2 separate regions of the Mus musculus genome follow, and region 2 is linked to region 1. The links are chromatin contacts, called in public HiChIP or PLAC-seq maps. All regions are on one chromosome and are shown on one strand. Each heading gives the region's core, a stretch centred on a gene start, on an enhancer-like site or on the middle of the called end of the contact. The rest is flanking DNA. Distances are from core to core; before and after follow the strand shown. Region 1 holds the start of AA986860 (expressed sequence AA986860). Region 2 has its middle 9.3 kb from the start of Il10.

The links. HiChIP or PLAC-seq counts read pairs in DNA pulled down with a chosen protein or histone mark.
Region 2: a contact with region 1 is called in an H3K27ac HiChIP or PLAC-seq map of extraembryonic endoderm stem cells. The contact joins the enhancer-like site here to the promoter of AA986860 in region 1. A contact is called at or near these places in 8 of 39 promoter capture datasets (the C10 cell line, the HPC-7 cell line, cranial neural crest and 4 more), 1 of 484 Hi-C or Micro-C datasets (hematopoietic stem and progenitor cells), 2 of 115 datasets of contacts at active chromatin or transcription factors (embryonic stem cells and extraembryonic endoderm stem cells) and 2 of 9 other capture datasets (adipose tissue and pancreatic islet).

The regions. Positions count from the first base shown.
Region 1 is chr1:130,730,271-130,733,550 of GRCm38.p6, forward strand. AA986860 (expressed sequence AA986860) reads left to right here and starts at 1,706. Exons shown (of 4, transcript NM_177604.3): 1 at 1,706-1,953.
Region 2 is chr1:131,008,981-131,012,194 of GRCm38.p6, forward strand. No RefSeq gene overlaps it. Among named protein-coding and RNA genes, the nearest start is that of Il10, 9.3 kb to the right of the region's middle. Within about 2 kb of position 1,716, at least 27 of the 459 cell types and tissues checked have an H3K27ac peak or open chromatin away from gene starts, as enhancers often do. A contact at or near this core is called in extraembryonic endoderm stem cells, where this site is marked.

The DNA of each region.
Region 1 (3,280 bases), core at 456-2,955:
GAGAAGAAATGTTAGAAGAAATCAAAGATAATATCACTCTGGGGTACTGGCCTATGAGGAAAAGATGGCCAGAATTTCTCAAAATTAGGGACTCTAAAAACCAGTTTCCTGCCAAAATTCCATGCCAGCTATTCTTGGTGTCTCTACATTAGTGTACTTAAAACTTACATTTCTCTATTCATGAAATTGTTACTACAGAATGGTGGTCTTGCTTCTTGCATCAGGATCTAGAAAACACGTTTCTGGGCATGCCTGTGGACTAGGTTAATTGAGTTGAGCCCCCCACCCACGCACACAAATACTAAATTCCAGCAGGACGATTCCGTGGATGGGACCCTGGATGACCGAGTAAAAAGGAGGAAGTAAGTCGGCCACTGGCCATCTCTGCTTCTTGACTAGGCATACAGTGTGACCAGCTGGCCGGAGCATCTACCACCAGGACCTCCCAGCACGGTGTGCCATTGAACTGAAACCCAAACAAGTCCTTCCTCCTTTACATTGCTTTCACCAGAGCATCCAGTCACAGAATCGGGAACAGTAACTGTGAAGCAAGCTGGGAGTGGACAATCTGGATTAAAATATCTGCTCTACTACTACTTGGGAAATATCAGGCATGTCATTTAACCTCCTGGTGAGGTGTGGGCTGTAAGAATTGGGCAATGCTTCTAAGTTGGAGCAAAAGTTAAATAAGACATAGAAATGCTTAAGGTAATAGCCAGCATACAGCAGGGGCTTAAACTGAGTGGTTCGTGCATGAGGTATTTTGGTTTGGTTTTTCTAATTTTTCTTTTCTTTTTGCTGCTGGCAAGTGATACACCTTTAAAAGTTGAAGGTTACTGGGGATGGCCTATATTCAGCCTATATTCAGGGAAATAGCAGAACTGCTGTCTGGCAAGTGGCCTCTGTACCTGGAGGTGATTTCTTCCAGGAAGCAGGAGGCTCCCTGACCTACTCTTTTCCATAAGCATGCCAGACATTTCCCCTCAAAAGAAGTACTTGCTAGACTGGTTGGCAGCTGACTTTATTTTTGTTTAATATCTATTGCCACCTTCTCGAAGCAGCCAAAAGGGACCAGAGACCCAAATGACAGAGTTCAAGTGCTATATCTCCTTTTTGGCTGATCAAGCTTTTTTTTTTTTTTTTAAATCCGGAAAATACCTCCTATAGGAGAGAGAGAGAGAGAGAGAGAGAGAGAGAGAGAGAGAGAGAGATTAGTTTTATTTCCCCAGAAACAAAAAAGCCAGGACAGTTGTCAGCAAGCTCTGGGGACTGGGTGACTCAGCTACATCCCTAACCTTGAGACCCTTGAAACCTCTTCTGGATATGAAACTGTCAATGACTGAGCAGTTAGAAAAGCTGGTTACAAAATTAGGCACCAGAATGGCAGGCAGTCTGGAGAATACTTTCAGCTTCAAGTGGAGGAAGGCTTGTCTAAACAACAAATCCGGTTCTCAGTGGGCCCATAGAGCGCAGCAGACTGATGCGTTCCTTTCAAGACGGAAAGTCGAGTCCCATTGATCTGCCTCCACCCTGCCAAACTCTCTTTACTCTCCTTCCACTCAGCTCAAACCAGCTCCAGCCTTCTACCACGCCTACCCTTTCTTTGTAGCAGTTCATTGGCTCTCTAAGTAAAGAGGGGGTGGGGTGGGGAGGCGGGGGCAGGAGGTGATTGACCAAGACAGAGAAGCACCTCCTGGCTGATTCCCCTCCTGAGTCCTCCCTGACTGAACAGCTGGAATGAGGAGTAGGGAGGGAAGCTAGGATTGGCTTAGAGTCAGTAGCAGGGTGTGTCCATGCAGCGCGGGTGAAGCTTTTACCTGTCTAGGTAAGTCAGGAGGAGGTCAAAGGAAGAAACCAGTAGGAGACACGGCCTGAGAGGCAAGCGGTCTCCATCTCTGCCCTCTGGAATAGAAGGGCATTACGTTCTTGTCTTCAGACCCCAACCCAGAGAAGGTGAGTCAATCACTAACCAACTATTGCTTATTCTGCAGCAAGGGAAAAGCTTTTAAGGGAAGGCAAAGCTATATATAGGGCTGTGCTGGGGAGTGCTGTAAGAGTGTCTGACCCTTTACACCGGACCTGGGGTTTTCAATCTCTGTTGATCAAATCTCTCCGTTAGCCTGAGATTTTCCAGAATTGGAATATTTTTATGGAGGACCGGGGGACATCTCTTCCGTTTCTTTATTTAACTTACATAATCATATTGAACAAACAGAAGCCAGACCCAGGCATGGTGGTATCCACCCATAATCATAGTACTCTGAAGATGGAGGATGGAAAGTTTGAAGCCAGGCTGCTGGGAAATACAGCAAGTTCCAGGCTAGCCTATCCTACCTGGAAAGACCTGACTCAAAAAAAAAAAAAAAAAAAAAAAAAAAACCAACAACAAAATCCACCTTTTCCTAGAATTTGGAAATTTCCATCTCTAGAGCACTAAGATGAAGTAGTGATTTTGAAAGGGATGGAGTGACTGGATAATTGGAGCACAGGGAGTCAAATGGAGGGGAGGGTCATGTGAGTGAGCCAGGTACCTTAGTTTTCCATTCCATTTGTAAAAGGAAATTCTCCATGGCTCAGTGTCTATCTTTATTTAAATAAGGGGTGCAGTGTGTGTGTTAGTTGATAATGGCGCACTCTGTGCAGATATGTAAAGTCTGAACCGAGCTAGATTATTTGCAAGGAGAATTGAGGCTTGGAAATATGGAGGAAACTCCAACTCCAGCTAGCATTTTATCTTTGGAAAACCCACAAATATTCTAACTCCGATCAAATTTACTCAGGGTCTACTAGCTAGTTAAATCTCTGATTTTACCTGTTGATCGATGTAGACCAAAAAAAAAAAAAAAGTTACTTGGCCATGCTGGGCCTCACCCACATTTTATTTCATCTCAACATACCAAACCTAGCCAGACTTCCAACTGGGGCTCAGGTCAGAGTGATGCGGCAGAGTCCATAGGAGTAGAGGCTTGGGTGGGGCTTATGCTTCGTGTTTCTTCAGATGTCCCTGTGGACACAAAGTGTAGCTGGAGCATCTGTCTAAAGAAGCTGCCACGGAAGTGCAGTCAGGGGAGCAATAAGCTCGCTCCCATCAGCACGGAGGTCAGCACACAGCAGCGAACTTTACCTCTGGCCTTCTGCACAGAAAGAGGAACATGGAAAGAAAGACATCAGCATGTAGCCCTAAACGACTGTATCGAGCTTCTGGTCCTGAATGCTAGAGCTTTAAGTTTTATCTTTCCCCTACTCCACAGAGCCAGCCCACTTCACTTGCTATCATGGA
Region 2 (3,214 bases), core at 466-2,965, 280 kb after region 1:
TATGTAGTTCCAATGGGCAGAGAAGAGGCCATATAGGCCATCGCAGCTAGCCACAGAGTGCCAAAGGAAGGGTTTATTTTCTCACCTTGCAGATATAATAAGGTTTCCTTGGAAGTACACTGGGGTTCTTGATTCCAAGAGAAGAGATGCAAGGAGGTCAGCTTGTCCATGACACCCTTCTAAAGATATCATCTTTACTCTTCCAACTCCCCATCCCAAGGCCCCCATTAACGCACAGTTTAACACATGGAGACCCTTCTGGCGAGACACACTCTTATATGCTACAGGGAGAGTCATTTGGGGCTCTTACACAAATGTTTGAAAGTTACTCTTTTAGGACCTAGAACAGCATCGTCCTAAAAACTCTTTATAAAAGCTGATTTGGCTTAGTTTGCAGTGCACATGGATTACAGCCCAGCCCCAGTTACAGTCTCAGGATCTGGGTTCTATAGGGTTTGCATAGGAGACATTCTTTTCCTGATGGTCTTAGGTGGCATTTGAATAAACAATATTGTCACTTCCTATAATTCTTCCCCCCTGATAACTCACTTGGGAAGCCTCCCACACCTTCCCCCTCTCTAAGGGGCTCTCAGCCCTTCAATGAACCCCCTCTATCTTCCACTCTGTGTAACCAGGGGTATCCCAGAGGATCTGCACACCATCCCAGCTTCCCATCCGGCCCTGAGCACTCTGAAGCCGCTGCCGTTTCCAAACTCCGAATCCACTGTTGGTTCTTTTTGACGCTTCTTTCCCGGATCTGCATTTGACCCTGGCTCTCTAGAAGCTACTAATCACTTTAGAAATAGTGCCTCACAGCAAGAATAAGGAAGGACCAGAAAGGTTGCTGCTCAAGTCTATAAAACAATGTGTTTCTACATTGCAGGTGGTGAGCATCTTCCTTTGTGTCATCTACACGTTTCTAGTTTGTGGACTTCCAGCCCACCTGCTCCTTGGTGTTTCTTTCATAGACCCATGAAAAGGCTGGCATGGGGGAATGCATGGTGGGAGAGTCAGTCACATGGTCAAACAGTGCTGGCCCCTCAGTATTGTTCTGTTTTCTTTTCTGGGTCAGATACAATGGAAGGGTTGGGGGACCTTAATTCCGCTAAGCCTACAGCTTCTGGCAACCTCACCAACACTGAGCCAGCACTCAGATTAGCCTCACTGTGCTCTGTCAGGAGAATCCGGTATGATCCCCAAATCACCTTTGCTAAGAAAATCTGTCATTTGAGTCCTCTGTCAGGAACCAGTCACACCAAAAGGCCTTGATCTACACCAGACCTGCCTCTCAGCAGGTATTAAACTGCCAAGGGTGTGTGTTCTACCATAGTGTGGGCCGTTTCTGACTTTGTTTGGTTGGCTGCTCGTTTTTTTCTGTTTGGAGGCTTTTAGTTAAGACAGGTCCTCATTCTGTAGTCCAGATAGGCCTTATCTAGAAATCCTCCTGCCTCAAATTCCTGAGTGCAAAGATCACAGGAAGGCTCCACCAAGTCCTACCGTGTATAGATTATTTTCTTTCTTAAGAAAGTGCCAGCTCTTCCGAATAGATGTGGTGCTCTCGAGGGTTTTCCAGTAATTTCTCCCTGACACAGTCAATCCGAGAAACCCACCACCTCCCTCCCACACCTGGGTCGCCACCCTGGTCATGCTCTTGAGGAAAAGCCAGCATCATGTCCTGCCACTCAATGAAGGCCTCTCTGGTTTCCGATGCTCTCAGCAGGCCTGACTCACAACGAAACTGCAACCTCAAAGCACCGGGGGCCAGGACGGCGAGAAGGAAACACAGGTGAACACGCAAAAGCTGCCCCCAGGAAAAAGGTTTGTTTCTCTTACAGAATGGCACTTCCAGAGCTGGGCAGGAGCACAGACTAGTAGAGACTGAAGGGGCCTGCCTGGTCTTGTACCTGGGGTTTTGGTATGGAAAAAACACACCGGAACTAATACATCGGAGTGCCAACTAATTTCTGCCACAGGGAGTAGATCGAGCGGAGGTGCAGTGACAAAAAAAAATTCTAGAACTGAAAAGTAGCTTGGGAAAAAAAAATGGCTCTGACAACTCTTCAGCTCTCAGAAGAAGAAAGAAGATTCTGGGATAACTTGTCTTGAAGCTCCTGATCCAGGAACTAGGGCAGGAAGTGGGGTTCCCAGTGCATGAGCCAAACTCCTCCCATCACAGGATTATCTTCTCTGTCCCCCTATAATGCCTTCAGAAAACTGAGATCAAAACTTGTTCTGCTGTTCCAAAGACCTTAGGTCTATGAGCAGATTCATCCAGCTGCGGTCTCTGAGCATTGTAAAGAAGAAACATCAACACCATCCCTAGGGTGTGCCAGCTTGTACAGGGCAGATGCTCACTGAATCATTTACACAGGATCATAGTTTCATTTGGTCTTTGCCCAATAGGGCAGTTCCCGTCCTCTTATCCAATTGTGTATAGAGAACGGAAACACAGACCAGCTTGGTAATCTTCCCAATACCACACAGATGCTAAAAGGCAGGCCAAGTCTGACTCCAGGACTTGCCCGCATAACTGCCACACCATGCTACAAAGACAAGCCTCGAGGAAGGTATCTATGGCTTCCAACAACAGAGCTGATCCCGGGGACACAGAACTGGTGGCGGGAAGCAGAAGGATGATAGCGGGTCCATCCTTAGCTGTCTGACATAAATGAGGTGGGACACAAGACATGCAGCCTTCTTCCAGAGACCAATAACTGTTAGTGTGAAAACAGTTTATAACCAGCCTCCCACTTGAGGGTCCTGTCCTCAAGGTGTCTACTTAGGGCAGATAAGGACCTCAGAATACAAGGCACAGCCCTGTGGGTACACACCCTGCCCCTTCCTCCCCTACCTCATTTGACCATCCCTCCTCTCTCTGGATCACTCTGATATTATCCATTCTCAAAGGGTATCCTGATAATCTAAGAAACCCCCACCCCCACTCCCATTATTTAGTTGCATTTGGGTTTTCTTCAAAGGCTCCAGCCAAAACAATAAATCACAGAAGTCTAAATTTCAGAATATGTATAAGGATTTTTTTTAACTTTGTATGTGTGTGTCGCTAACACACATATGTTCCACAGCACATAATTAAAGGTCAGAGAACAACTTTTAGGAGCCAGTTCTCTCCTTCTGTTCCTGTATGTTCTGGGGATCAAACTCAGATCATTGAGTTTGGCAGCAAGCACCTTTATGCACTGGACTGTATTACAGC